Regions from separate parts of the Mus musculus genome. Here regions 2, 3, 4, 5 and 6 are each linked to region 1. The links are chromatin contacts, called in public HiChIP or PLAC-seq and promoter capture Hi-C maps. All regions are on one chromosome and are shown on one strand. The core of a region is the stretch at or near the end of the contact, and the rest is flanking DNA. Distances in the headings are between cores, read along the strand shown. Region 1 holds the start of Creb3l1 (cAMP responsive element binding protein 3-like 1). Region 2 holds the start of Slc35c1 (solute carrier family 35, member C1). Region 3 holds the start of Mapk8ip1 (mitogen-activated protein kinase 8 interacting protein 1). Region 4 holds the start of Large2 (LARGE xylosyl- and glucuronyltransferase 2). Region 5 holds the start of Harbi1 (harbinger transposase derived 1). Region 6 overlaps Phf21a (PHD finger protein 21A).

What was found. Promoter capture Hi-C pulls out the DNA fragments that hold promoters and counts their contacts. HiChIP or PLAC-seq counts read pairs in DNA pulled down with a chosen protein or histone mark.
Region 2: an HNF4G HiChIP or PLAC-seq map of pancreatic cancer cells shows a contact between it and region 1. The contact joins the promoter of Slc35c1 here to the promoter of Creb3l1 in region 1. A contact is called at or near these places in 5 of 39 promoter capture datasets (embryonic stem cells, liver and neural stem cells), 1 of 484 Hi-C or Micro-C datasets (embryonic stem cells), 8 of 115 datasets of contacts at active chromatin or transcription factors (the SCID.adh cell line, embryonic forebrain, embryonic stem cells and 5 more) and 1 of 9 other capture datasets (embryonic stem cells).
Region 3: an H3K4me3 HiChIP or PLAC-seq map of bone marrow-derived macrophages shows a contact between it and region 1, with 2.7 times the contacts expected there. The contact joins the promoter of Mapk8ip1 here to the promoter of Creb3l1 in region 1. A contact is called at or near these places in 1 of 39 promoter capture datasets (embryonic stem cells), 2 of 115 datasets of contacts at active chromatin or transcription factors (bone marrow-derived macrophages and forebrain) and 1 of 9 other capture datasets (embryonic stem cells).
Region 4: a contact with region 1 is called in an HNF4G HiChIP or PLAC-seq map of pancreatic cancer cells. The contact joins the promoter of Large2 here to the promoter of Creb3l1 in region 1. A contact is called at or near these places in 8 of 39 promoter capture datasets (the C10 cell line, cranial neural crest, embryonic stem cells and 2 more), 2 of 484 Hi-C or Micro-C datasets (both in embryonic stem cells), 9 of 115 datasets of contacts at active chromatin or transcription factors (embryonic hindbrain, embryonic midbrain, embryonic stem cells and 4 more) and 3 of 9 other capture datasets (adipose tissue, embryonic stem cells and liver).
Region 5: a promoter capture Hi-C map of neural stem cells shows a contact between it and region 1. The contact joins the promoter of Harbi1 here to the promoter of Creb3l1 in region 1. A contact is called at or near these places in 1 of 39 promoter capture datasets (neural stem cells) and 1 of 9 other capture datasets (adipose tissue).
Region 6: a contact with region 1 is called in an H3K4me3 HiChIP or PLAC-seq map of embryonic stem cells, with 4 times the contacts expected there. The contact joins the enhancer-like site here to the promoter of Creb3l1 in region 1. A contact is called at or near these places in 2 of 39 promoter capture datasets (embryonic stem cells and stem cell-derived epiblast-like cells), 1 of 15 datasets of contacts at CTCF or cohesin (the NIH/3T3 cell line), 3 of 115 datasets of contacts at active chromatin or transcription factors (embryonic stem cells and stem cell-derived neural progenitor cells) and 1 of 9 other capture datasets (pancreatic islet).

What each region holds. Positions count from the first base shown.
Region 1 is chr2:92,021,790-92,026,282 of GRCm38.p6, reverse strand. Creb3l1 (cAMP responsive element binding protein 3-like 1) reads left to right here and starts at 2,113. Exons shown (of 12, transcript NM_011957.2): 1 at 2,113-2,279. The coding sequence starts at 2,178.
Region 2 is chr2:92,457,350-92,461,842 of GRCm38.p6, reverse strand. It overlaps Slc35c1 (solute carrier family 35, member C1), which reads left to right and starts at 2,049. Exons shown (of 2, transcript NM_211358.2): 1 at 2,049-3,176. The coding sequence starts at 2,645.
Region 3 is chr2:92,398,743-92,403,235 of GRCm38.p6, reverse strand. Mapk8ip1 (mitogen-activated protein kinase 8 interacting protein 1) reads left to right here and starts at 1,973. Exons shown (of 12, transcript NM_011162.5): 1 at 1,973-2,207. The coding sequence starts at 2,110.
Region 4 is chr2:92,369,054-92,373,546 of GRCm38.p6, reverse strand. It overlaps Large2 (LARGE xylosyl- and glucuronyltransferase 2), which reads left to right and starts at 2,490. Exons shown (of 15, transcript NM_172670.3): 1 at 2,490-2,566; 2 at 2,654-2,808; 3 at 2,884-2,981; 4 at 3,288-3,370; 5 at 3,564-3,687; 6 at 3,886-4,057; 7 at 4,175-4,279. The coding sequence starts at 2,709.
Region 5 is chr2:91,708,941-91,713,433 of GRCm38.p6, reverse strand. Harbi1 (harbinger transposase derived 1) reads right to left here and starts at 2,582. Exons shown (of 3, transcript NM_178724.5): 1 at 2,183-2,582; 2 at 569-1,354. The coding sequence starts at 1,238. Atg13 (autophagy related 13) reads left to right here and starts at 2,842. Exons shown (of 17, transcript NM_001355419.1): 1 at 2,842-3,187.
Region 6 is chr2:92,328,161-92,332,653 of GRCm38.p6, reverse strand. Phf21a (PHD finger protein 21A) reads right to left here. Exons shown (of 19, transcript NM_001362829.1): 9 at 4,253-4,342; 10 at 1,846-2,139. Among named protein-coding and RNA genes, the nearest start is that of Large2, 41 kb to the left of the region's middle. Within about 2 kb of position 1,878, at least 11 of the 459 cell types and tissues checked have an H3K27ac peak or open chromatin away from gene starts, as enhancers often do. A contact at or near this core is called in embryonic stem cells, where this site is marked.

The sequences.
Region 1 (4,493 bases), core at 864-3,363:
AGCCCTTTTAAGAGATTAAGTTGTCGAAGCAGCAGGCTCCTTAAGTAATGAGTCCAAGGGGCCTAGGCGTGTCAGGTGACTGGACAGCACTGTGGCTCACCACACTTACATCCTCCCACATCCTGCTCTGAAGAACATCTAGAGGCTTAATGGTTGATGAGAGAATGGGGGGCTCCACTCACGCCTCTGCCTGCAGGAGAGCTGGATTGCGTGTTGTCCTGATGGGTTTTGGAGTCCAGCAAGGTCATGGTCAACTGTGCAAACAAAGGCTGAAAGGCATGGAACTGGTGCTGAGCACCTGTGCCCGGAGTCTGTGCAGGGATGGCGAGTGCTCCCATCTGGGCCTTCCAGGAAGGCTTCCCAGGGGAGGAGACACAGAAGCCAAGAGTGAGAGAGCTCAGTGATAAAGACTAAATAAAGAAGCTGCAAGTCAAGAACTGAGATGTGGCTCAATTGGCCGAGAGGCAGAAGGCCCCAGGTGTGATCTCCAGCACTACCAAAAGCTGGGTGTGATGCCAGGCAGCAGTGCATGACTTTAATCTCAGCACTCCGGAGGCAGAGGCAGGTTGATCTCTGTGAGTCTGAGATCAGCCTGGTCTACAGAGCGAGTTCCAGGACAGTGAGGGCTAACTACACAGAGAAATCTGTCTCAAAAAACGAATAGATAATTGATAGATAGATAGATAGATAGATAGCAACAAAAACACTACATGAGACCCTGCCCCTCCCCATGTGAACACATACACACACACATACACACACACACACACACACACACACACACACACACACACACCATTGTGGAAAGGTATTTTCTGAGTCTGGAAGAACAGACTCTTGCGTCATCTCCCCAACCCAGGGAGGATAGAATTCCCTGACTTTGGTTTAATCCAGGGTTTAATATCAAACTGAAAAAAGCCTGACACTGTGGTGCACCTGACTGAAGCAAGGGGGAAACTAAGTTTGAGGGCAACTTGGTCTACAGAGAGTGTTCCAGGCCAGCCGGACCTACATAGACACCCTATTTAAAAAAAAAAAAAAAAAAAAAAGGAGAGAGAGAGAGAGAAGATGAAGAAGAAGAAGAAGAAGAAGAAGAAGGAAGAGGAGGAGGAGGAAGAAGAAGGGGAGGAGGAGGAGGAAGAAGGGGGAGGAGGAGGAGGAGGAGGAGGAGGAGGAGAAGAAGAAAGAAGAAAGAAGAAGAAGAAGAAGAAGAAGGAAGAGGAGGAGGAGGAAGAAGAAGGGGGAGGAGGAGGAGGAAGAAGGGGGAGAAGGAGGAGGAGGAGGAGGAGGAGGAGAAGAAGAAAGAAGAAAGAAGAAGAAGAAGAAGAAGAAGAAGAAGAAGAAGAAGAAGAAGAAGAAGAAGAAGAAGAAGAAGGAAGAAGAAGAAGAAGAAGAAGAAGAAGAAGAAGAAGAAGAAGAAGAAGAAGAAGAAGAAGAAGAAGAAGAAGAAGAAGGAGAATTAGGCGAATTTGGCTTCCTAGTCAGTCCTCAGTTTACAGAATCGTGGCTTGTAAAGCCATCACAAGCCGTCCAGGTTTCACGAAGCCTACAGTTTCCAGGATAATTTTGCCTTTATCCCCCTTATTTGAGCACTCAGAGAGCTGAGCCAGCCAAGGAAACCTAACAGACACACGTCTCTTTAAAGGAGAGGCGACGAAGCCCCAGCCACGCCCTCTACTCATTAATATTGAGTTATCGTGAATATTGATGTGGGGGCGTGGCGCCCGGGCCAGCTGGGTTAACCAGCCCCGGGTTCCCAGTTTCAGACTCCGGAAAGTGACAGAAGCCGCGCAGAGGAAGAGACCCAGAGAGATCTCTGCGACTCGGCAGCCACCCATCCTCGGGGGAGCATTGAGCTCCCCCGCCCCTGGCTCCCGCCCGGCCTGGGGGGCTCCTCCAGCATCGGCCCCACCCCCGGGCTCCCCATGGAAGCCAGCTGCGCCCCGGGAGGAGCAGGAGGAGGAGTCGGCTGAAAGCCCACGGTGCTTTCGGCGCCGCTGCCCTAAGGCCCCCCAGCGCCCCCGACCCGCGCCACCCCCACCGCTCCTCCCCCGGGGCTCGCCCGGACCTGCCCCCCGGGCCGCCTGCCCGCGCCCAGCCGCAGCCCGGTGCGGGGTTCGCCGCCGCCCTGGAGTGAGGAAAGCGCAGCCCGAAGGGGTCCCCTGGAACCCGGCGCGATGGACGCCGTCTTGGAACCTTTCCCGGCCGACAGGCTGTTCCCGGGATCCAGCTTCCTGGACTTGGGAGACCTGAATGAGTCGGATTTCCTCAACAATGCGGTAAGAACGAAAGGGTCTCGGTTCCCCTTTGCACACAACTCTCACCCCTCTCCGCAGAGCGCCTGGAACCCTGCAAAGACCCGCAAGAGCCAAGGAGGGGGTTCAGCACAGGGTCCCTTGGATGGACACGTGCTAGGGTTTTAAGATGGGGCAACTAGTTCCTTGGACGCCCCTCTTAGACCAGGAGCCTAGAGAGTAGGCTCGCAGCTCTCGCCCCACACCACTCCTGGGGACTCAATCCAAGAACACGTTGGCCTCTGGCTTCTAGAGGAAGGGGACAAGGAGGCGTAAGGGGCCTCTGAATCTCGACATGAACTAACGAGACACCAATCCTCACCCCAAACCCCACAGCCCGCGCGCGGCATAGTCAGCCATAGTCTTCCATCCGCCCTCCACCCACCCCAAGGTTCTGGAACCAGACTGGGCGCAAAGTAGAGGAGCTCTTTCCTGCGCCCTCTTTAGGGCCTCGGTGGCTCTGGGGCTGTATCTCCGCCTGGGGGCGCACAGGGGTGCTTTCCCAGGCCAGACGCCCGAAGCTTCTAGGGGGTCAGAGGCAGACCCAGATACAGAGCCAGACCCAGAAACTGAAGAACCCTGCTCTGGCCTCCCTCCCGGGAAGGCAGTAGGGGGTGGTGGGACAGGGAAGCACCGGGTGACGTCTCAGAAGACCCTTTTTTTTTCCTATCAGTCTCTTGGCCACTGTACTTCTTGTCCCTAAGTTCCCTGTGGTTCTGCTAACTTTGTCTCTCCCTGTGGCTTCATGACTGCTCCTAGCTGTGAAGTTATCCTCCTTCTCACTCCTTTCCCCTTCTTTTCTAAGGAAACGTGGCTCTCTCTTATTTCCTTTCACTCTCTTTCACTCGGGCTCAGCCCTAAGACTTGATGGAGGAGGAGCATGGCTGACAGACAGATACACACACACACACACACACACACACGCACACGCACACGCACACGCGGTGGGGGGGGGGGGGGGCAGGATTCAGGGGCTCATCCTGAAGAAACGTGGGCTGTTTGGAGAATCTTCTGGGAACCCACCCCCACCATGGAATGAGCCACATTTGCACACCCCTCCACCCCACACACACCAGAGACCAAACACATGGCTCCCCACCTGTTTGTCTCTACCTCTTGCTCTAACAAAACTTAAGCAGACAAAGGCCTTAGATGTCATTGAGTGTCCTGCTCAGCTTGATTTCGCGTCTCCATCAGTTAGGGAGTCATGGGGTGACAGATCTCCCAGGCATTCTCAAGCAGCATGTCCCGGCCTTGCTGTCTGAGGGAGGTTGTTCAAGTCTTAGTCTTCTACATCAGATGGAAGGAACTAGGAGAGATGCTTAGTCTTAGGAGAAGTGGCAACACCCTCATCCTGCCTCTGTTTCCCTTGTGAGCCTGGGCCATGCGTGTCTCTCTTTCCCCCTCAGGCCTCCATTACCTGATCTGTAAAATGGAGGGAAACCGGGCCAGTGCTTCCTAAGGATGGTTCTAGATGCTTCCCAGGAGTAAAACAACAGCTTCCTGAGGGACCACATAGCCCTCTTGGAGCAGGTAAAAGATTCTGCTCAGAGGGAAAGAGGTTTGTTGGGGCCCAGGCTCCAGGGACAGTGCAGCTGGGGACCGACTGAGCTGGGCTTTCTTCTCAATGAACGCTGCAGCCTGCTCTGCTCTGTAGCTGCTCTTCTGGCCTTGCTCCAGTGCAGGAAAGAATTCCTGATGCGCAGTGGGACACCAGAAGGGAATGGCCAGCTGGGGCCACAGCCCTCATCTGGACCAGGGTTGGATAGTCATGGCGAAGAGGTTTCCAGGAGGAGAGGGCTCCTCTCCTGGCTAGAACATGGAAATTCTACATCTGCCTCTGCTTCTGCCACCAGCTAATGGAGCTGTTCACATAGACTTATGCTCTTCAGGGCTTTGATTCCCTTATCTGTAATGGGAGAGCATCTTTCCCTGTAGCATTATTGTAAGGACTTGGTTAGAAGATTAACATAGCCAGGTGGTGGTAGCACACACTTTTAATCCCAGCACTGGGGAGGCAGAGGCAGGGGGATTTCTAAGTTCGAGGCTAGCCTGGTCTACAGAGTGAGTTCCAGGACAGCCAGGGTTACACAGAGAAACCCTGTCTTGAAAAACCCCCCAAAATTAATTAATTAATTAATTAATTAATTAACATAAAGATGATGTAGATTAAGGCCTGCCAAGGAAGAGACCTGACTT
Region 2 (4,493 bases), core at 800-3,299, 440 kb before region 1:
GAGAGGGAGAAGGAAATAGGGAATGAGAGGGAGCAAGAGAGCAAGAGGCAAGAGAGGGAGGAGGGGGCAAGCAGCCCCTTTTATAGTGTGCCAGGCCTACCTGGCTATTGCCAGGTAACTGTGGGGTGGAGCTTAGACGGAATACTAACAACAGTGATCTCAAAAACACTCTAATACCTTTGCTTAGCTACCTCACATGCAGCCCCTGGTCAGGCACACAGGAGGTGCTCTCCCCCCATGTTCTCTGAAAGAGACAATCACTGTCTCCCCTAGAAGTGGAGCTGTCCATTAAAACCAGCAAATCTATAGCTAAATGTGTTTCAATTTTATATTTTGACAAATCAGTACTGATTCCCCACCCCTCTTCCCTTGCTGTCCTGGGAATTGAACCCAGGACCTTGTGCATCCCAGGCAAGCACTCTAACACTGAGCTATATAACACTGAGCTTGATCTCCAACCCTTTATTCATGTCTAGGTATGTGTGCCCAAGCCCCCCTTTTTGAAACAAGTCTCACTAAATTGCCCAGGCTGGCCTTGAATTTTATCCTGTAACTCAGACAGGCCTTGAACATTTTTTGTTTTGGTTTGGTTTTGGTGTTTCGAGACAGGGTTTCTCTGTGTAGCTCTGGCTGTCCTGGAACTCACTCTGTAGACCAGGCTGGCCTCAAACTCAGAAATCCGCCTGCCTGCCTCTGCCTCCCAAGTGCTGGGATTAAAGGCGTGTGCCACCACTGCGCGGCTGAGCTTTTGATCTTCCTATCTCAATTGGGATTACAAGCCCTTTACCATCAGGCCCTACTAATAAAATAGTAATTGAAATACTTTAAGCGAGACATCTTTATAACCAACCACATAAGCAATAAGTCTGGAACCCACTGTGTTAGCCATTTCCATAATAAAACCAGCTCAACCTAGGGCAAACTTGCCTGTCCAACAATGGTGCTAGGGAGAAACCAGAGAAAAGTCAGCCCTTCCAGATGCCCAGGTGTAAAAGACCTGGAGCTAATGGCCCACTCAAGCCTGGTTCCCGGGACTGAGAAGGGTACTCTCGTAGGGGAGTGGCGGCATCCGCAGTTCTCCCAACCACGCCCTTCTGGAAGCACCAGCTTGGACCCATAGGGCCAAAGATGCATCTTGTCAAGGGATGCGCCAAACGACAGTAACAGAATGGAGGAGTCCCAGGCTAGCTGGGGTGGAGGGTGGGAGATGGCGTTGACCTTAGATAAAGGAAAGAGGCTTTCTTGATGGGCTCCCGTGGGTAATCGCCCCACCTTGCCCAAAGCCCGACGTGGCAGGAAGTCGTACTGGGGGCGCGGCTTGGGCAGCGTTGCAAGTTCAGCCGAGGGTGGTGCTGCAGGTGCACCCGAGGGCACCGCCGAGGGTGAGCACCAGGTCCCTGCATCAGCCAGGACACCAGAGCCCAGTCGGGTGGACGGACGGTACGTTCTGGAAGGGAAAGGGCCCCGGGAAGGGGATACAGCATTGAGAAGCTCAGAGGCTTTGGTCTGGGCATCCAGAATGGACTTTATCTGGAGGAGGTGACATGGCTTCTCGCCTCTGGAAGTGCTGCTTGGATCTCCGGGACTTCATGTCCTGACTAGGTCTGGAAGCGGTGAAAATAGGGGTAGGAAAAAAGGAGAGGACTGCAACAAGGTCTTCCCGAGTGGCCTGAGCTCGAGGGACGAGGGAGGTGCAACGGTGGGGAGCCGGGCGCAAGGGCTGGGCGGAGGGAGGGGGGGGGTCTCCCTAAGCAGAAAGGTGGTATTCCATTTTCTGGGTAGATGGTGAAGATGCACCTGACCGAGTCTGGTCGATCTGAAGATATCAGGGGAAAAGATAGTGCGGGTGGAGGGGAGAATGACAGAACCTTCCAGAAAATGGGAGAGGCTATAGCACTTGCAAACCCTTCCCTGATCTCCGGGGACTCCCGGAAGAAGAGGGCAGGTCTGTGGGCATAGGTGCAGACTTGCCGGGGAGCTCTTGACGGCCGCGGGAAGTGGCAACGGCCTGCGAGCTGGCCCTTTAAGGCGGCTCGTAGGCGTGTCAGGAAATGCGCGCAGGGCCCGCCCTGCTCGGTAAGTGGCCCGGGACCCGCGTCGCTGAGCCGGAACTTGAATTCGGCTCGTGGCAACCGCAGGGCCTTGCTCCGGTCAGGCCCCTGTCCGTGTCCCTCGAGACGCCTTCCTGAGCCTCGGTGATCTCCCTGCAGCACGCCCTCCTTTCGGCTCTGCGGGTGCTTCCGGGGGTTCCCGCAGCCCATGCTTCCCACGCGGTCCGCGTCCAGTTATTTCCTCCTCCGCTCCGTCCTTCCTTCGCTCTCTCGCTTCCTTTCTCCCTGCGACTCACGTGTCCCCTGTCCTCAAACTGGCCATGGCTGTCAAAGCCCACATCCTTAGTTAGGCCCCTTCTCCCTTCCCTGGGTCTTGTTTCGTGACACCACCTCCCTCCCCCGCCCCGGGAGCGAGCAAGATGAGGAGCGGTGCACCTCGGCAAATCCGGAAGCAGAACTTCATCCAAGAAGGAGGGGACCGATAGGTCATCCCATGTGACAGTTGAAGGCTGCAGCCACAGACCCTAGCTGCTTGAAGCCCTGTAGTCCAGGGACTGCTTCTGGCCGTAAGGTGACCCAGCTCTTCTGCCACCATGAACAGGGCGCCTCTGAAGCGGTCCAGGATCCTGCGCATGGCGCTGACTGGAGTCTCTGCTGTCTCCGAGGAGTCAGAGAGCGGGAACAAGCCATTTCTGCTCCGGGCTCTGCAGATCGCGCTGGTGGTCTCTCTCTACTGGGTCACCTCCATTTCCATGGTATTCCTCAACAAGTACCTGCTGGACAGCCCCTCCCTGCAGCTGGATACCCCCATTTTTGTCACCTTCTACCAATGCCTGGTGACCTCACTGCTGTGCAAGGGCCTCAGCACTCTGGCCACCTGCTGCCCCGGCATGGTAGACTTCCCCACCCTAAACCTGGACCTCAAGGTGGCCCGAAGTGTGCTGCCGCTGTCAGTGGTCTTTATCGGCATGATAACCTTCAATAACCTCTGCCTCAAGTACGTAGGGGTGCCCTTCTACAACGTGGGACGCTCGCTCACCACCGTGTTCAACGTTCTTCTCTCCTACCTGCTGCTCAAACAGACCACTTCCTTCTATGCCCTGCTCACCTGCGGCGTCATCATTGGTGAGTGGGACTGGGGGCGTGGGGAGCAGGAATCGTAAAGATCAATACCACATTACTCATTATCTGTCCCAGGTCTTTTGCACCACCAGTCATAGGGAGAGACCTGTAGAGAACAAATAACTTCCTTACTGTGACTCAGTAAGTTAGGGATCCAGCCAAGGTGAACATAATAATGTTAGGCAGACACTACAGCAAAGCCAGCCAGACACTCAGATCTAGCTAAGCATTTGAGCCATGTTAATGTAACGGATCCCCATTACAAGGTATAATATAGCTGCGTTTTATGGAGAGAAACCCAAGGCACAGAGAAGCTAAGTAGCTGGGATCACACAGGTAATCACTGACGTAGCAGAAATTTGCACATAAGCAGTTACCTCCATAGGTTACACTCTTGACCAACACACCACTGTTCTCAAGAGGTCAAGGGTGAACTCAGGTCATCACAATTGGCACAAGTACCTCTACCCACTGAGCCATTTCAGTGGTCCAGTCAATATGTGTGTGCTTTAAGAGGCTTTAACTACCTTCTCAGATGTGACCATAAGTAATTAATTACCGATAGGAGCGTTGTGCTGATCATTACACTTGTAGCATCCTCTTTATTGTACCCATAAGCTCTCTGAGTGGCGGCATCTCTGTGAAACTGCAGCTCGGAGAGGCTGCGCTCCTTGCCACAGCCCCACAACTAAGAAGCAGATAGTCTGGGACGCAGTCCCCAGTTGGTCATACTCCCTGGCCTGTGTTTCAAGCCAGTCTGCTTTGCTCCTGACCCTTGGGAGTTAGCGCAATGAAAACCAACACTATCACTACAGTCTAAATGTGCTTTTAAATGAAAGCCCAGGAACTTTGAAGCATCCGGCCCCTTAACGGCAGCCACTATGTCCTGATTCCGCCAACATCTTTTCAGTGCCCGGCAGTCACATGGAGCAAGGGCCTCTTGGCTTGGACAGCATGTGTTAGGGAACATGTTTGCCACTTTGAATGAATTTAGTGGCTGCTGGGTTACAGAGACCAGGGCATCTTTCCCCTCAGAGTCCTGAATGAACGAAAAGCAACCTTCATTTGTACCTGCTCTGGATTTTAGTTCGTCTTGTTTGGCCTATTTAGATGTCCCTGGTGTCTCTGAGGCCCAGGCTGGGTGCTCTAGATGTAGGGACCAGGCCAACCTGTACTGTCTTCCCTAGAAACATTGCCCTGGTTGGGCAGCTCCTGGATCCAGGGTTAAGGGGTCTGGGCGGAGAGAGGTCAGATAGTGGCAGGATGCCTCCCACTGCCCCCACATACATACCCTAAGAGATCTGGTACTCCTCCTTCCAG
Region 3 (4,493 bases), core at 724-3,223, 380 kb before region 1:
CAAAGCCAAAGAAAATCACAGTCTGCTCTATAAACAGAAGGAGAGCTTTACTCTAGGGCACATCTCATTCCTGGCTCTGCCTCCAAGCTTCTGCTGGCCTACTTTCTACTAAGACTGGCCTCCCTCTCTGGGCTTCTCATGTAGCTTTGGCGTGGCTGGAGAAGCTGAGATACCTTTGTTCTTGAGCAGAGGTTCTATGAGAGGGAACTGTCCTACATACTCACACACTTCTGACCTCCTGGGGATGCTGCCCAGTGGAGACAAGCACACATTAACCATGCTAATCAGGCATGGCTGCTTTCCTGGGAGGGAGGGAGGGAGGGAGGGAGGGAGGGAGGGAGGGAGGAAGGTGCCTTAACAGCAGATGGTTTGGGCAGGGCCTCCTGTGAGAGGCCTGAGCCAGAGCAGAGAGTTAAAGTGACCAAACCTTTACCTCTTGAAGCATCAGTGGCAGGGAGGGGAGAGGCAGCCAAGGCCTCTGGCTTTAGGTTCTGGAGTGTTCTCAGGGCTGAAGCAGGGAGATTGAGTACTACAAGGTAGGTGCCTACGCTTCTTGCTGGAAAGGGGAAGGAGGCAATCAAGTTTGCACAGACTGTAGAACATTGGTCTGTCCTGCTCCATTTATGTGAAGGGCAGGGTCTGTGGCCAGAGGTGACCTGGCAGGGAGGCTCTCTGAGCCACCAAAAACGGGGACTCGAGTCTTGGTAAACGGTGTTGTGTGAGAAAACCCAATAGAGAACCAGGAAGAAAGCACAGCTAGACCCAGAGTGGGTGCAAGGAACAGAAGCAACCACAAAGCTCTCAAGAATCCGGCCCTGGGGATGAGGAAGGTCCTAGGCCTTAGGGTAGGAGAAGCCAGTTCAGGACTGTGTGAGTGCAAAAGGGGTGCTAGATAGAAAACGCAGTGGGAAGACAGGTGCTGAGAACTGGGCACAGGAGTTCACACTAATCCCCCAGTTTAGCAGGAGACTCAAGAAGATTGTCATCAGTTCTTAGTCAGCTGAGGCTACATGGTAACTTCCAGGACAAACTGGAAATGAAAGAAAAACAAGTGATGGGGTAGTCCTGGCATACAGAGGCTTCACAGGGCTAAGAAACCAAAAGCATCACTCAGGTTATCAGGGGTGGTCAGGGCTCAAGGGGGTCTTTGCTGAAGGAGGCAGAGGCAGGAGGATCACGAGTTGGAGGCCAGCTTGGGCTACACATTTTTAGGCCGGGCATGGTGGCGCACGCCTTTAATCCCAGCACTTGGGAGGCAGAGGCAGGCGGATTTCTGAGTTCGAGGCCAGCCTGGTCTACAGAGTGAGTTCCAGGGCTATACAGAGAAACCCTGTCTCAAAAATCAAAACAAAACTAAAGGGTGGGTCTTGATAGAGGTGGCCTTCAGAGATTTCTGCGGGAGGTGATCCCAGTGCACAGGTGGGTGTTCCCAGCTCCCAGGGACAAGTATTTCTATCGTTTTTCTTCCTCCCCATGCTCATGGAGGGCTCATATTCCATTTCACACATGGGAAAGACAAGCCTTGGAACTATGAGGTCACTAATGCAATTCTCCACTGCCTGTTCACTTGTGGAACCAAGCTGTGGTCTTAGGTCACCTGGCCCCATAGCTGACTGCTCTTGGACCCCACTCCACCACCATCTCTCCTTTCTCAGCCATCTTCTGTAACCCTTTTCCTACCCCAGTTGCTGTGGAAGGCCAAAGACGGACTTGGGGAGCAGGATCTTGCCATCCGCTGATGCCCTCGATCTAGGTCCAGCTCTGAGGAGAGCAAAGCTTTGCCAGTGCTTGGAATGTCCCTGGGATGTGTAGGGAGGCCGAGGGGACCCAGGGCCACGGGATCGAAGCGTCAGCACTTCGGAGAGCGCCGGGGCGGGGCGGGGCGGGGGCGGGGCCACAAGACCCCAGCCGGCCCGGGGGCGCGCGCGGGGCGCTCTCGCGGGGGCCGCAGGCGAAGCGGCGCGCTGTCCGGAGCCGCGCCCGCCCCAGCTCAGTCCGAACCCCGCGGCGGCGGCGGCCTCCTCCACGCGCCTCCGCTGCTGCCGCCGCCGCCGCCGCCGCCGCCTCCCGCGCCGCTCTCCGCCCGGATGGCCAGGGCTGCACCCCGGAATGGCGGAGCGAGAGAGCGGCCTGGGCGGGGGCGCCGCGTCCCCACCGGCCGCTTCCCCATTCCTGGGACTGCACATCGCGTCGCCTCCCAATTTCAGGTAAGGATCGAGGCCCGGAACCTCGGGATCCTTGGAGACCCTGAGGGCGGCGTCCTTTCCCGGCCGAGCCCCCAGCCCCCACAACCTCCAGTCCAGGTTGGTGGCCACCGCGTGGCCCCCCGCAGCTCCTTCTGCCATTCCGTGTCATGGGGTGGGGTGATTGAGGTGGATCTGGGGCAGGAACCTGGGAGGTCGCCTTTCCCCTCCACCTTGGCGGGAGTGGGTCTGGGGTTTGGATGGAATTCCCGGTGCAGCAATCCGCCCAGACTTTATCCTGCCGCGTTCAAGGTATCTAACCCAAGGTGGAAGTAGGCTAAGGGGTTGGGGGCCCAGAGGCCCCAATTCAAAACCCTTGGTCCTTTAAGAAGAGTCGTGAACCCCTCTCCCAGCTAGCTTGGCCAGATGGGTCAGATTGCTAGGCGATCTTGGACAGGGTCTTCTGAATTTGGGCAGCTCCCTGGTCAGTTGTATCTCAGGACAGGTGCAGAAGGATTGGCCTCAACCAGTGAAACCCAATTTGCTTGAGGGAGGGGAATCTGCCTGTGGATATCCAGGGATACTGTTGGGGGGTCCCCACTGTGTAAAGACTCAGGACACCGAACTGAGCTCCTCTTTGACCCACCCCTCCATCTGATGTTAGACCAGGTGAATGAATTTCAGAGATGTAAGGCATGATGTGTTGAACCGGTGACTGTCCTCTCTTCACCTTTTCACACACATACACACATACACACACACACACACACACACACACACACACACACACACACACACAGAGAGAGAGAGAGAGAGAGAGAGAGAGAGTGACGAAGAAGAGAAGGGTGTCACTGCTCCAGAATGTAGAAGCTGAGACATACCTCATTGTTTCCCCATCAGGAGCAGGCGCCTTTCTCTCTCCTGGGACCCTTGCTCCAGCCAGGCCCCAGCTGGGCTCTGGCGCCAAGTTGTCATCTATTGAAGGGGTCTCTAGCTCCCAGGTCCTCAGGTGGGCAGACACACACACACACACACACACACACACACACACAGACACACACACACACACACACACACACACACACACACACACACACACACACACGATCTTAAATGGTATGATCAGGCCCTGAATCCTCCAAGGAGGCCCTAAACCCAGCTGAGAGAACCAGAAGGAGGGGGCCAGAGGATGGTTCCAAACCTGAGGAAAGCCTCCAGGCTAATGCTTCAGATTCTCCCTGGTAGGTCAGGCCTTTGCAGGGGAAGAGAATTAGCTGCGAGGGACAGAGGTTCGAATCCTGTTTCCACTGCTTCCTCGCTGCCTGATCCAAGCTTGCTTTTGTCTTTGGTCTCATCTGTGGAGTGGGTTAATTAATATTGATTCCTGCCTGGGAAGGAGACAGTATGCACCAAGTCACTGTTCAACAGGTAGCCGGCCACACTGGCAGAAATCTGTACAGCTTGTTTCTGTCAAAGTGTTTCTCCAGGGTAGTTCACTGAACCTTCACAACCATCCTGAGGGCCCACCCTAATCTGCCCTTTGCTGAGCTGAGGCGATGGAAGATAAGGAAGGCAGAGGGGCTAGCCTAGGAACCACAGAAAAATCTGACTGGAAGGTCAGGACTGGAACCTGAAACCAGGTCTCAGCCTTCTCTGTTCCCTCTCCCTATAGGCCCTATCTCTGGCCCAGGGTAGGCTCACACCCTATTCTGGCAGGAAATTGTTTATCATACAGGCCCGAGAAGCCAAGATGAAGGCTACTAGCCAGGGAATGTGTGGCCAACTCTGGGCTATGTAGAGCGGGGGCAACAGTATAGCAAAAGGCTGAGTGAGGAGTGGGCTGGCCTGCAGGACACTGTGCCCTAGCTGTGAGACAAAGCGGGCTTTGGAGATAACACTGGGCAGTGGGGCCCTACATGGCCTACTGCCTACTTCAACAACCCCCACTGCCCTTTCTCTTGTCCTGCTTCAGCAGCCACTGGTCTGGCTCCATTTAACCCTGATCTTCGATGCCCATCTTGTGACTCTTTGGTAGGGCTGTGGGTTCAACTGTTCTTTTGTTTTGTTTTGTTTTGTTTTGTTTTGTTTTGTTTTGTTTTGTTTTGTTTTGTTTTGTTTTTCGAGATAGGGTTTCTCTGTGTAGACCTGGCTATCCTGGAACTCACTTTGTAGACCAGGCTGGCCTCAAACTCAGAAATCTGCCTGCCTCTGCCTCCTGAGTGCTGGGATTAAAGGTGTGCGCCACCACGCCCGGCTGGTTCAACTGTTCTTAAAGCTGTGTACTCCACCACTACTGCGTACTTAAGCCCT
Region 4 (4,493 bases), core at 1,241-3,740, 350 kb before region 1:
CGCTAGGATGCATTGTACCCTGTAACTGTGAACCAAAATAAATACCCACTTAAGCTTACTCTGCCAGGTGTTTCTTTTGTCACAGCCATGAGAAAGTAAGTCATAGTCAACCCTGTCCGATTGGTGGGAATTCTTACACAGATGAAGCCCAAGGAGGCCCAACCACTTATTTAAGGCTTCTGGCAGTGTCCTCTAGCCCATGACACGATGAGGCAAGCTTGGCTTAGGAATTGGCCTCAGGAAGTCAATGAGTTTACTGCCTTCTGGGCCACTCCTCCAGCCCTCTGCTGCCACTGAAGTGAAGGTGTATGTGTTTGTACTTGTGTGTGCATGCCGGCAAGTACTTAGGTGCAAGATTTCATCAGATGGTCTTTTGTTCTGGGAAGGAAAGAGGCCCTGGAGGACAGAGTGGTCCATCACCTCCCCTCCATATCCCAACAGTGAAGAGCTCATCTCTCTAGGAGAGGGGACTGGGTCCAGCCAGGCTGGCAGCAACAGAGCTGCCTGATTTTTTTTTTTCTTCTTCTAGATCTGGAGGCTGATTAGGCTCCAGAGACAAAGAGCAGAGGTGTGCGCAGGCTTGGCGGGCAGGCAGGAGGCCCCTCCCTTTTGGATTCCTGCCTGGACCTAGTGGCAAGGCTGGGCTGCAAAGGCCTCGGGATAAATTGTGCTGGATCCTCACACCTTCGGTGTGTCCTAAACCATGGGGAGAAGAAAGACCAGTTGGACAGGCCCAGATGAGGACGGCAGAATCCTAGAGAGGGTTCGGGACAGGTCCAAGGTCACAAAGCAAAGAACTGGCTCAAATGGTTGGCAGGAGAGGGGGAGATCTCAGCTCCTAAGGACTAGGCTCACTTGGGCTTTCCTTTCCTTGGAAGACTCCCAAAGGGCTTCTTGAAGGTCCAGCAGATTTTTTCTGCCCTTCCCTCTCACTACCCCACCCACAGTGCTGAAGTTTCGACAGGATCCACATGAGTGACCCAAGTGGGATCAACAGAGTTAGTATCTCCACCAGCTCACCTCTCTTTATGAAATTACCTTGGTCTAGGCTCTGCCTGTGACCCTCCGTGCTCCTTCACATTTTGATTCCCACAACCATTGCTCTGGGTTGAGGGCCACTCTCATCCACCCCTGACCCAGATCCCAACTGCACAGCAGGCTGAGGATGACAATGGAGCACCGGGACTCAAAGCCCTGCACACCAGGGTTTTCTCTTAATTCCTAAAAGTCCAAGAGGCGGCTTTCGGTTTCCATAGCAACCGCTAAAGACCTACAGGCTGATCCTCATCTCCCAGAGAAAGGCATTCCGATCACGGGAGCCAGCCCCAGGCTACTGTTGATGGATCTGCCTCCCTTTATACAACTGGACTTTCCCGCTAAAAGGCCCAGCTTGAGCTGCTGGTGAGGCCCTTACCTTAAAGGGCAGGTCCAAGTTCTCACCCAGTTTCCATACACACATTGAATGCCTGGAATGTGCGTGGAGGTGTGGGAGGTGGGGGCTACCTCCCAGAACAAACAGGCAACTTCAACTTCCCTTGAGGACCTGGGAAAATAAGTAAGAGATGTAGAGAAAACTACATTCCAGGAGGAAGGGCAGGGGCAGGTCTTGAGGTAGAAGACCCGCCACAGCTGGGAGCCTACAGGAGCAGTGAAAGGCTGCCTGCCTAGCAAGTAGCCAAAGGCTATAGGTAGGTTCCTTTCACTCTTCAGGGACAATCTCATCTTGTGTCCTTCGGGTGATGTGAGGATTACCTGAGTAAAGACTTGGCAAACACTTAGCTCAGGGCTTGGCATTCAGTCTGTGCTGAACCGACCGTGGCGGGTCTCCTTCACAGTCCAGAGCTCCCTGCACCCCTACAGGGCAAAAGGCGTGCCGGAGGCCCGCTGAAGGGTGGAGAGAAAAGGGAGGAAGAAATCCAGGCCTTGGAGCCCGGCACAATCACAGCTTTCTAGACAAGAGTGGGGGATGCCTGGCCCTGCCCCAGCGGCAAGGAGGCTCTTGGCCAGCAGGAGGGGAGGTGGCCTTCAAAAGGGCACAGTGCCCGCATCTTCCAGTCTGCTTCTGGGTAGGGCTAAGGGCCAGGGAGGACGCCTGCAGGCTACAGGTGGCCCCAGCAGGCCCAGCCTCCTGTCGTCGAACTGAGCAGGTGTCCCTAACCTCTGGGCCGGACATTCCTATCCCATCCCCACTACCCTCAGCTTCCTAAACTTCCGCGGTGTGTTTGCCAATTCTTTGAGAGTCATCCGTTCCTCCCCTTAGGAATGGAGTCCCAGAGCCAGGAGGGTGCAGGTAGTGGGCACAGGACCACCCTGGGTAGCCGTCCCCAAGGCCTTTAGCCCTCCCCGTGCCATGGTGCAAAACCACCCTAAAAGGGGTTGAAGGTTCCCAGACCGTGCGGTGCAGGGGCGGGGCCCTGCCGGGGGTCTCCCCGCCCCTTCCAGCTCAGCTAAGCAAAGGTGAAACCTGAGCCCAGGTTGGGGGCGGGGCTAGTTCGCGATTCTGACCGGGACCTGACTGCAGGGCGGTCGCAGGAGGAACAGGGCCTTCCCGGAGCCACTGGAGCAGGTGAGGCCAGCTGCTGCGCACAGCAGGGCGAGTAGCCGTCGGGCCCCGCGGTCCAGTGCTCATCTTGCTATGGTCCTTGGTCCGCAGGGTCGGTGATGGAGCCCGCAGCCCGGGGTCGCGCCCCGCCCTGAGTCCCACAGTCATGCTGCCCCGAGGTCGCCCCCGGGCAATGGGGGCCGCCGTGCTGCTGCTGCTGCTGTTGCTAGTGGTTGGCTTCTTCCTGTTCGGCCGGGACCCGGATTGTAAGCGCCGGAGCTGGGCAGGGGAAGAAGGGACCCTGTGTGACCGCTGCCTGCTCACGCCACGTGTCTTTTCAGATGGACTGGGCACAACTGCTACCCTCGATGAAGACCCGTACAGGAGTCGCAACCTCTCCGCCTCCAGCCCGCAGCTTCTACTGCCACCCAAGTGCGAGGTAGTTGTGCCAAGTGCTGCCATCCCCGAGGTTCCTGGCCAGTCCAACCATCTGGGCATTTGTGGGAACCACAGCACCTGACATGTAGCTACCCAGCTGGGATACCAGAGGACGCTTGCAACGCACGCCCCCCACTCCTGTTCTAATTCCTCACTTATGAAATTGAGGCGTTGCATCTAGGCACCCCTTCTCCCCATCCCCACCTCCGCTCGGATGCCAGGTGGGGCTACACTGTTCTAGACCAGGATGGCTAAGCTAGCTAGTAGAAGTTGAGGGCCGCTGCTGACCTAGGTGTCCCCTCCCCAGATGTTGCATGTGGCTATCGTGTGTGCGGGATACAACTCCAGCCGAGAGATTATTACCCTAACGAAGTCCCTGCTATTCTACAGGTACAGACAGGCCTGGATGAGGGTCAAAAACCTGCCCGTAACAAAGCCCCACTGTTCTGAGTTTCCTTTCTTATGAAGGGGGCCACCAGAACATTCCCAAGAGCTCCTTGTAGCAGACAGGGCTTCCTCCCGTGGGGAGAATCCTGTATTGTTCCCGCACAGCCATGTTAGGCTAACTTTCTCCACCCAAAAGGAAAAATCCGCTGCACCTCCACCTGATAACTGATGCCGTAGCCAGAAACATCCTGGAGACACTCTTCCGAACATGGATGGTGCCAGCGGTGGTGGTCAGCTTCTATGATGCGGAAGAACTCAAGGCAGGAAGAACTCTGCGCTCGTGCTCAGCTAGGCCCACCTTCTTCTTCCTTTCAGCAGTGGGTGGTGGGAGAGGAAAAACTCTGTCCTACTAGACCTCCTGGAGCTGAAATCTTTCATCCTTTGGGGGGGGGGGGGCGATGGCTACGTCCTGCTGTGCCACTTGCTATGTTATCTCTACCCCCGCCCCCTCCGGACAGCCCCTGGTCTCCTGGATCCCCAACAAACACTACTCTGGCCTCTATGGGCTAATGAAGCTAGTACTTCCCAGCATCCTGCCTCCCAGCCTGGCCCGAGTCATCGTCCTGGATACCGACGTCACTTTCTCCTCTGACATTGTGGAGCTCTGGGCACTCTTTGATCATTTTTCTGGTGAGACACCTGCAACCTTGCCCTAGCCTGCCCCTTCCCCAGCTTCCCCAGGCCACTGCTCTGGATAAGCCCAGAGCCCACATCCCCAGGCAGCTCCCTTCCACCCTCCCCTCCCAGACAAGCAGGTGGTCGGTCTCGTGGAGAACCAGAGCGACTGGTACCTGGGCAACCTCTGGAAGAACCATAGGCCCTGGCCTGCCTTGGGCAGGGGATTTAACACAGGTGGGACAGTGGTGAGGGAGGCAGGATTGGGTGGGCTGTGGGCCTCAGGGGTGGGGTGGGCACAGAATGCTAGGAAGCCCTCCCAAAAGAGCTCTGCCAGTGCTTTGGACCAGACCGTGGGTAAAGAGAACTCACCTAACTTTTGTGTTTGTACCAAATGGTGGTGCCAGCTCTTTGTTCCCTTTGAGACTCTGTTTTCCCATCCACATAATGG
Region 5 (4,493 bases), core at 1,333-3,832, 310 kb after region 1:
CTCTGTAGATCAGGCTGGCCTTGAACTCAGAAATCTGCCTGCTTCTGCCTCCCAATTGCTGAGATTAAAGGCATGTGCCACCACTGCCCAGTGGTGGTATACACTTTTAATTCCAGCACTTGAGAGACCAAGGCAAATGAATCTTTGAGTCCAAGGCTGGCTACATGTAAAATTCCAGGCTACATAACAAGTTATTGGTCTCAAAAATCGCTAAAAAGTAATAATAATGAAAGAACCCAGGCTGTTGAGATGGCTCAGTGGATAAGAGCACCCGACTGCTCTTCCAAAGGTCCAGAGTTCAAATCCCAGCAACCACATGGTGGCTCACAACCATCCATAACGAGATCTGACTCCCTCTTCTGGAGTGTCTGAAGACAGCTAAATAAATAAATCTTAAAAAAAAGAAAGAAAGAAAGAAAGAACACAAAAAGGCCCAGAGAGTTCTCTCACCAGAGGTCACAGGCTAAACAAAGAATGAAGAGTAAGACTACAGAACCTCAGATTTCACCCACTCTCCTGCATAACTTTTCTATGGACATAAACTGAAAATTTATACTTGCAAACTTACCAAGAAGCCAGCTATCTTTGGGCATCCCAGTTTCAAACTGACTGGTTAAAGAAGACCGCTGTAGCACAGCACAGTCCTGGAGGCTACCTGGCCAGCTTGTCTCCACAGTCATCAGTGCCCCTCTGATGTCACACACCACCAGGCAGTTTAGAGAATGCAGACCCTTTCGGTTCACGTAAGAGAGGTCTTCCGCATTTGGTGCCTTGATTGCTACATGGATACAGTCAGCCACCCCTATCACCCCTGGCATCCCTGCCAATCCATAGAATTCGTCCTTTAGAGACTGTACGGCAGCTTCATCAACTGGAAAGTGAATAAACTGTGAGGCCCGTTCCACAAGGGCTTCAGTGACATTTGCAACGCAGCGACTCATAGAGGCCTGGCTAATTCCAATTGCATCTCCCATCCGAGTCTGGAAGGACCCTGAGGTATAAAACCCTAATGCTGCCAGGATCTGTGTCTCAGGGCTAATAGCCCTAGATCTCTGAGTAGGCCGAGAAAGGCTTGCCCCCAAGAGTTCCACTAAGAAGTATATGAATTGTCGGGGGAATCCATACATGGACATCAAGTATTCGTCAGTCACATCATCCAGCTTAAAACGGTCCAAGGTCCGGTGACCTCGGCCATACAGCAAGAGATCACAGTCAAGCACTGTTATTGGAATAGCCATTGCTAATGTGGAGGTCCTCTTCTATCTGCTTTTCCCGAATTTTTCCCAGCGCAGTAAGTATCAGAATTCAACAGCTAACCATCAGTTAAATGGCTCTGACATTTATAATCTTCTTTCTGTAAATGTTAATTAAAAGAAAAAAATAATTAGAAACGTGATCCAAACCATACCAAATGACTCAAAACCTACACCTTTTTCAGCCATTCACTTGTTAACTCTAGATTTATCTCCACTGACTCACTATTGTATGACAAACTTGATCTAATTTGCAGACAATAAGAGTTCAATCCCAGTGGCTCATCTACTGCCTGGCATTTCAACTGAGAACAACACATGAGAACAAACAATTTACAAGGTAAAAGAGGTCTGTGGCAACCAGGAGACAGCTGACAAGTTGAAAACACCTTAAGGGTTACTCAGAGGTTTGTTTTGCAAAGCCCTATGGCTCCACAGATGAGGGAGTGCTCAAACCAGTCCAACTAGAGATGTAGAACAAAGGGGGGGTGGGGGGGGGGGAGAAAGGAAGAAAGACAGTCTGTGGCCCTGCCTGGGGACCTACACTGTCTGCTGTAACAGGCTTTCCCTTCATCTCAAGAGACCCAAATCCCGAAGCTTTAGGCTAGAAAGGAAGGAAGAGTATAAAAGGAAGGAAAGGAGGAAAAAGCTAAGTGAACCAGGTAGGTCTGGAACACCGAGGCCACTTTTCAACCCGCTTTCAAAACAGTATTAAGGGACAAAGATGGCTCCGAGGGCACAGGGTTTGCCTGTGAAGCCTGGTGAAATAAATTAGTTGGCTATCTGAGATCCATATGGTGGAAAGAAAGAATCGTCCAACACCCTTGCCACATCACGCCCGCCTCCAAAACATAAATGTATTTAAAAAGTTTATTCCTTTAAAAGCCGTGTAAGTAAAGATGCCCCAGCCAGGAATGGGCTCACTGTACTTGGGAAGTGTAGACCAGAAGATCATGTGCGAGGCAAGCGTGGACTACGAGCACCAGTCAAAACAAAGTAAAACAAAACAAAAAGCTCCTAAGGCTGGTCCAGCCTGTAATGTTAGCATTCTGGAAACTGGGTAGCATCGCCGCGTGCTCCATGCCTGCTGGAGCTACATTACGTTCAAAGCTAACCTGAGTTACACAGCGAGACCTTGTCTCAAAAATAGTAAGATAACCAAAGTCTGGCTGCTCGACCCAGAATAACCGAACGCTGATCGCCACCTTTCCGTAGCTACCGGATTAACCGGAGCACTCTCCACCCTCGGGGCCGAAGAAGGCCCGCCTCCGGAACCCACGGCCGCACACAAGCCGCCACGGTGCGCAACAGCCGCACCTCCCCTTCCGCGTCAGCGCCCGCCCCACGCCGCGTCATCAGCACCTCGGCCACCGCGGCCTGCGCTTCGCTTCCGTACATTCTACACGAAGCCCAGTCTCCAACTCCCTAAATTCCTTCCCAAACCCTTTTTTTTCTCCTAAAAGGCTTTAAAATTAATCATATGATTTATTTCTGGAAATAAGCCGCCTTTCTTGAAGACTCTGATGTACAGAAATATTAAATAGGTCGTTTGTGGTGTAGCGAAAGTGCAGCTGAATTTAGGCAGCTGCATTTCCTCCGTAGCGCTCTACCTCCCCACCGCCTGCACTGAAGCGGATGAAAACAAACACTAAGGATGGCGGCGCCGGGCAGCGACTGGTTGCTGGCTTAGGGCGGGAGAGATCGTTTGACGTGTGAAGGGGAAGCTCTGAGAAAAACCAGTCCACACCAGTCCGACAGCTTTTTCAGTTCTGGGATCCCGGAGCCTCGTTAGCGTGAGATATCTCTCTGCGACCTGTGCTGTCACTACCGCCCGGGAGCGCGGAACCCTCTGCTGGGAGGTGCAGTTGGCCGGCCCCAGGCCCCGGCCTCCGGAATGAGAGCCCGGAGCCACTCTCTGTGCCGTAGCTTCGCAGGTACTCACTTTTGAGGGTAATAACCCCCGGATCTTTCAGCGCCCCCGAGTGGGAGGTCACTGATCTGTGTTCCCTTGGCCACCACCTTGGGGACGCCCAAGCCAAGCAACCGAGGTTCAGTTCCATAATCCCCTGATTATGTTTTCTACGAGAAGTTGGGTTGGTGTAGACCCTGTTGGCTCTTGAGGCGTCCCAACCGTTACAGACATCCCCCGAAATTTTCTTGCTACTTTATTGTCTCTTTGAGTTATGTCAAAAAGATCTATTGGAGAACATTTGTAGGGCCGTAACTCCGGTGTTGGGTATCAAGGTAGGTTAGGTAAGTTTTCAGTCAATCAAAAAAAATTTTTAATGCCAAGTATGAAGTCCTCCTGTAAGTGAGGGTGACTTGACTAGTGAAAAAGGGGACTATGTTCTTACTGGCAGTGGAATAACCTGCGAAAACCTATTCTCATTAAATCTCTGAATTAAGTGGCTAAGCACCTTCTTGGGTTGTAAATCTCTCATTCACTTTTTTCCTAGTTAATCTGCTCAATCTATCCTCAAGGTAACATTCCTTTGTTGGCTCCCCCCTCCCCACTTCGGTGGTAGCCCGTAGCCCAGGTTGGCCTTAAACTCCTGTGCTTCAGTTATCTTCTTCACTCAGCCTCCTGAGGAGCTGAGAATACCGACGCAGGCTGTCACAGGCCTAGGTTGGGATAGTTGGAAACAGGGTTCACCTATGCAGCCAGGGTTTGTTTGCCTTGAGTTACTGATCCTCCTTTCCCGGCATCGTAAGTGTTGAGATTATCTAGCATATACCATCATGTCTAGTTTTGAAATTCTCCTAATGAAATATGTATAAATTTATTTATATGTATATGTTTATATGTATACAATAATTATATATCTATACACAAACACATACGTGTTCTTACTTGAGGTTTAACCTATCACTCTGCTCAGTCTACTACAGAGCTATATTCACAACCAATTAATCTCTGCTTTTTGAGACAAGATCTTTTTGTGTATTACACTTGTTGGCCTGGAACTCACTATGTAGACTAGGCTAGTATTGAACTTGTTAGCAGTCCTATTGCCTCTGACTCCCCAGGTCTGGGCTATAGGCATGTAATACAACCAAACAACACTATCTATCTATCTGCTCTTGTAGGTTTTTGAGACAGGATATTTATATAGCCTAGGCTGGTTTTCACTTTATATAGTTTTGGGTGACCTTGAACTCCTGAATCTCTTCCTCCTGAATACTAGAAGTGTGAACTACCATACCAAACACTATAGACTGAATTTAAATCTTTTAAAGGCT
Region 6 (4,493 bases), core at 629-3,128, 310 kb before region 1:
TCGTGCTCTTAATCGCTGGGCCATCTTTCCAGCCCCTTTTGTTTTTTAAGATAGGGTTTCTTTGTATAGTCTTGGCTGTCCTGGAATTAGCTTTGTAGACTAGACTGGCCTTGAACTCAGAGATCTACCTGTCTCTGACTCCTGAGTGCTGGGATTAAAGGTGTGTGCCACCACTGCCTGGCAAAAAGCTTTTTCTTTACTTAGCAAAAGGTAAAAGAGAAGTGATGGAAAGTGGCACTGTGCAGTCACCTTCTGAGGTGCACAGAGGCCCCACAGCACGACTAAGACTCAGCACAGCTTCAAGGACTTGTCCCTTACGCCCCTGTACTTGAGCACACGACTTTCCATATTTAAGCACCAAGGCCCGACTGCCACACAGTCTAAAAACTTCTGATTTAGTTGGTGTTAGTAATTTGTTTCAGAATAGCCCTCATAGCACTTCCTGGTGTTTGGGCAGGCTCTGCAGGAATGGTGATGAGCTGTCTTGTGTGTTTCCTAAACACAAAGTTTTATAATTCAACTCTGCTGCCTGGGAGTGTGTATGCAAGATTCTTCTGTTTAAGAAGGCCAAGGCAGCCTGTGACAACCCCACCAGGGGCCGGGCTCTCTGAATCATGGTTGGCCACCCGCTCAGGCAGAAGACTGAGACTCACCAGAGACTATTTTCTCATGGATGAGAGACCAAGTCTGAGTGATTAGAAACAGCCCAGGACACTGATGGTTTGAGACAAGCACATGATTGAAAATGTTCATAGTAACTAACTACTACAGGTAAAATTTTGTAAAATATTTCAGAAAATGCATAAGTTGGGGGAGAGAATCTTCTACAACTTATATTTCTGTGATGTCTGTATCCTTAAGTCACATGTATTATATCTATATAATCAGAAAAGGAAAAGGAAAAATAAAATGGAAATTAAAAAAAACAAAACAAAACAACTTTTTCTTTATAAAGTCAAGTGAGGTTTAGCGATGGGAAATGGGACCATGAAGCCCTGTCAAGGAGCTCAGTGCTCTACAGCTAGAGGGCAGTCCTGGCTTGCAGCCAGGGCTGGGAGCAGGTGGCAGCCATCTTGCAGCCTAAGCCTCCTGGATTCCAAATTATAGACTGCCCCAGCAGGCCAATGGCTAGTTAAAGCAACTTCTTGAAAACTGTTTTTCTCTGAAGCCTACTGTTGTCACTGCTCTTTCTCTTGACAGGAAAGAGTGACGGTTAGAAATCCCTTCTCCCCAAGGCTGCTCTTGTGCCTTCAAGGTTTTATTTTTGGAGGTAACCAGTTTTCCTCTAGTCTTACTAACTTTACTAAATTATGATAAAAATCTGAATTTAGAAAATATAAAGGTAGGGCTTCAATGTTTGAACTAAAATAAAATGTCTGCTACATGTAGTCTAGAAAGTTACAGTTTGGTTCTATGTCATCTGTGATGATCAAGGAAGTTTCTGAAATGAAATCCCTTCTCTGCTTTGTTTATTGCTCCTGAGTGACGCTCCCAGTTGGGTCTTCACTTGGACTCTCAGTGGGTAAAGTAACCATGGTATTTTCTGTTCCAGTATGGGGTGCTTCCTCCCTGAGGCAGAGGGGCCTGTCTGTGAATTTCTGCATCAAAGCCAGCAGGGGGAGCACATTTACATAAGACTCTGAAGCCTTGGGAAAACAATTCAACTTAATTCAGGAGAAAGGCTCTTTTGAATGTGAGTGAATTATCATACAATAAAGTGATAGGATGTTGATTTGGTGCTGAGATGAAGAACACTTGAGAAAGAGTATTTAGAAAGCGTCCAGCAGCTGCTGTTTCAAGGGCAAGGCTATTGCCACAGCAGGTGCAGACACACTCTGCCCTTACCTGTTTCTCCAGGCTTGGTTTGCTAAGCTGTACAGTCTGAGGTCCAGGGAGTCTGGTCCCTGGAGTAGCTATGACAATGCTGGTGAGCTGGGCCATGGGGAACGTTTTGGCTATGGTTGCAGTCTGTCCATTGACAACACGGACAGGGTGGATGGAATTCTGGGATGTGGGGAGGGTTGTGGGTGTAAACTTGGTCAGCATGACAGGCCTCTGGATAAGCTGAGGAGCTGCAAGCATGGGAGGAGGCGCTGGAGCGATAGGAATGTTATTCTGGGCCACAGGCTTGGGTCGAACCTATGAGAGAGAGAGAAAAAAAATCTGCATTACCAGAAGTAGCAAGTCTTCCAGTGTTTCCAAGCATACTGGTACCAAGTGTGGCCCATGACAGTCTTCTTGTTTGTTTGTTTGTTTGTTTGTTTGTTTTTTGAGCCAAGGTTTCTCTGTGTAGCCCTGGCTGTCCTGGAACTCACTCTGCAGACCAGGTTAGCCTTGAACTCAGAAATCCGCCTGCCTCTGCTTCCCAAGTGCTGGGATTAAAGGCGTGCGCCACAGCCGCCCGGCCAATGACAGACTTCTAAGTCTGAATGTTTAGGTTAATTTAAAATGATCCCGTGATGGCTGCTACTGATACAGCAGCAAGACCTTGTTGCTACACCTATATACATTTCTAAAGCACAAAAGCTTCATGAAATCTACCAACATATCACATTAATTAATTTTAGTTTGAAAAACATGAACTAAACCTTTGATTCTTTCCTGAAAGCCTTTCATACAGCTGTTGTGAGAAAGAAAATAGGCAGTCAGCTGGGCAGTGGTGGCACACGCCTTTAGTCCCAACACTTGGGAGGCAGAGGCAGAGGCAGAGGCAGAGGCAGATGGATTTCTGAGTTCAAGGCCAGCCTGGTCTACAGAGTGAGTTCCAGGACAGCCAGGGCTACACAGAGAAACCCTGTCTCAAAAACAAACAAACAAAAAACCAGACAGACAAAAAACAACAACAACAACAACCCCCCCCCCCAAAAAAAAACCCAAAGAAACCAGGCAGTCCATATAAAGTGCCTAGGACTAGAGGCAGAGTCTCTGAAGATCAGCTCATGACATTTTAATGTCCAGCCTGTGCTTCCTGTCCATTTCCAACCTGTTGTCTACCAGCAAAAAGAGGGAATCTCTAAGACATCCAGTTAAGTATTTGCCTGTAAACACTTCCATAGACCCCCTTGCTGCTAGGACTCAACCCACATCTCTGCACAATGGTGACGATCCACAGGCTCGCTCTTCTCCAGGACACTTTTCCAGGATCTTCTTTAAGTCTAACCTGGGTAGCCTCATGGTCTCTGCACAGCCACAGCAAATCTCCTTGGCTTTTTGAATGTACATGGTGTGTCTCCACTCAAGACATGAAAGCCTACTTGGTACTCTCAGCCTGGGACATTTAAAAAATTCCTTCTTCAAAATATATCAGACAGACTTTACTAGGGTTTTAGGTCTCACATTGAATGTAGACTATTCTAGGAAATCATGAATGTACTTTCTCAGTCCAGAATGGTCTGTGTCCCATCCACACGTTCAGTCTACCGTACTCCCCTATGGACGCTAATACCCTATAGGCAACTGTGATGCTGCTGCAGCTGTGTCTTGGAAATTAGCATATTCAGGACACAATAGCTTGGAACGTTTGCTACCAACAGTAAAGATCTATCTGATAAATAAGAGGATGGTCTTCTCTCATGCTAGTACTATATGACCCCTCACAGACAGACTCCTTTTTCTCTGTGTCTGAAAGCTATACTCTCAGAGCATAAGTGTTGGTCTTTCTATTGGATGGACTGCTTGGGGTCGAGCAGAGTCAGTCTAGTTGCTGGGTAGAAAAGCCCGATGCAGACCCCTATGCCAACTCCTGTAAGCCAGGTGTCACAAGGGCTCGTCTGGCTGTTGATTCTCCTTCTAGTCTTTTTTTTTTTTTTTTTTTTTTTTTTAAAAAGGGGCTGCTTGCCCACTCCTCCCCCCCACTTTTAAAAAAGATTTATTTATTATATATGTAAGTAGACTCACTGTAGCTGTCTTCTGACAATCCAGAAGAGGAGGTCAGATCTCATTACAGATGGTTGTAAGCCACCATGTGGTTGCTAGGAATTGAACTCAGGACCTCTGGAAGAGCAGTCAGTGCTCTTAACCTCTGAGCCATCTCTCCAGCCCTCCTTCTAGTCTTTTTAGCAAAGTTTCCCTTTGCTAAATATGGCTATATTTCCCCCAACCAAGGTAATGGTGCCACGATGCTTCCCTCCACTGGTATTATCCTGGCCGCCTTCCTTCTCTCAGGTAGTTTCACTGCCCCTTCACTGCATGGGCAAGCCCCTGAGGATATCACCACACTTCCCACGGGTGGAGTTCCCACTGCCTCACTCACCTGTGGAAGGAAGTTTGGGCGTGGAGTGAGTCTAGGAGGAGGGATAAACTGTGGTACTTTGATGGGCTGAGGAGGTGTTGCTTGAACCTGCTAAGAAACAGGGAAACATAAATAAATCCGAGGGCAGTCTCTATTCAGTGTCGGAGGCAGACACGCAAAGGAAACGGGCATTTGCCTTCCACACAACACAGAACTCCCACCTGCTCTTCCCATGCAGTTCACTATGTGAACCAACACTGCT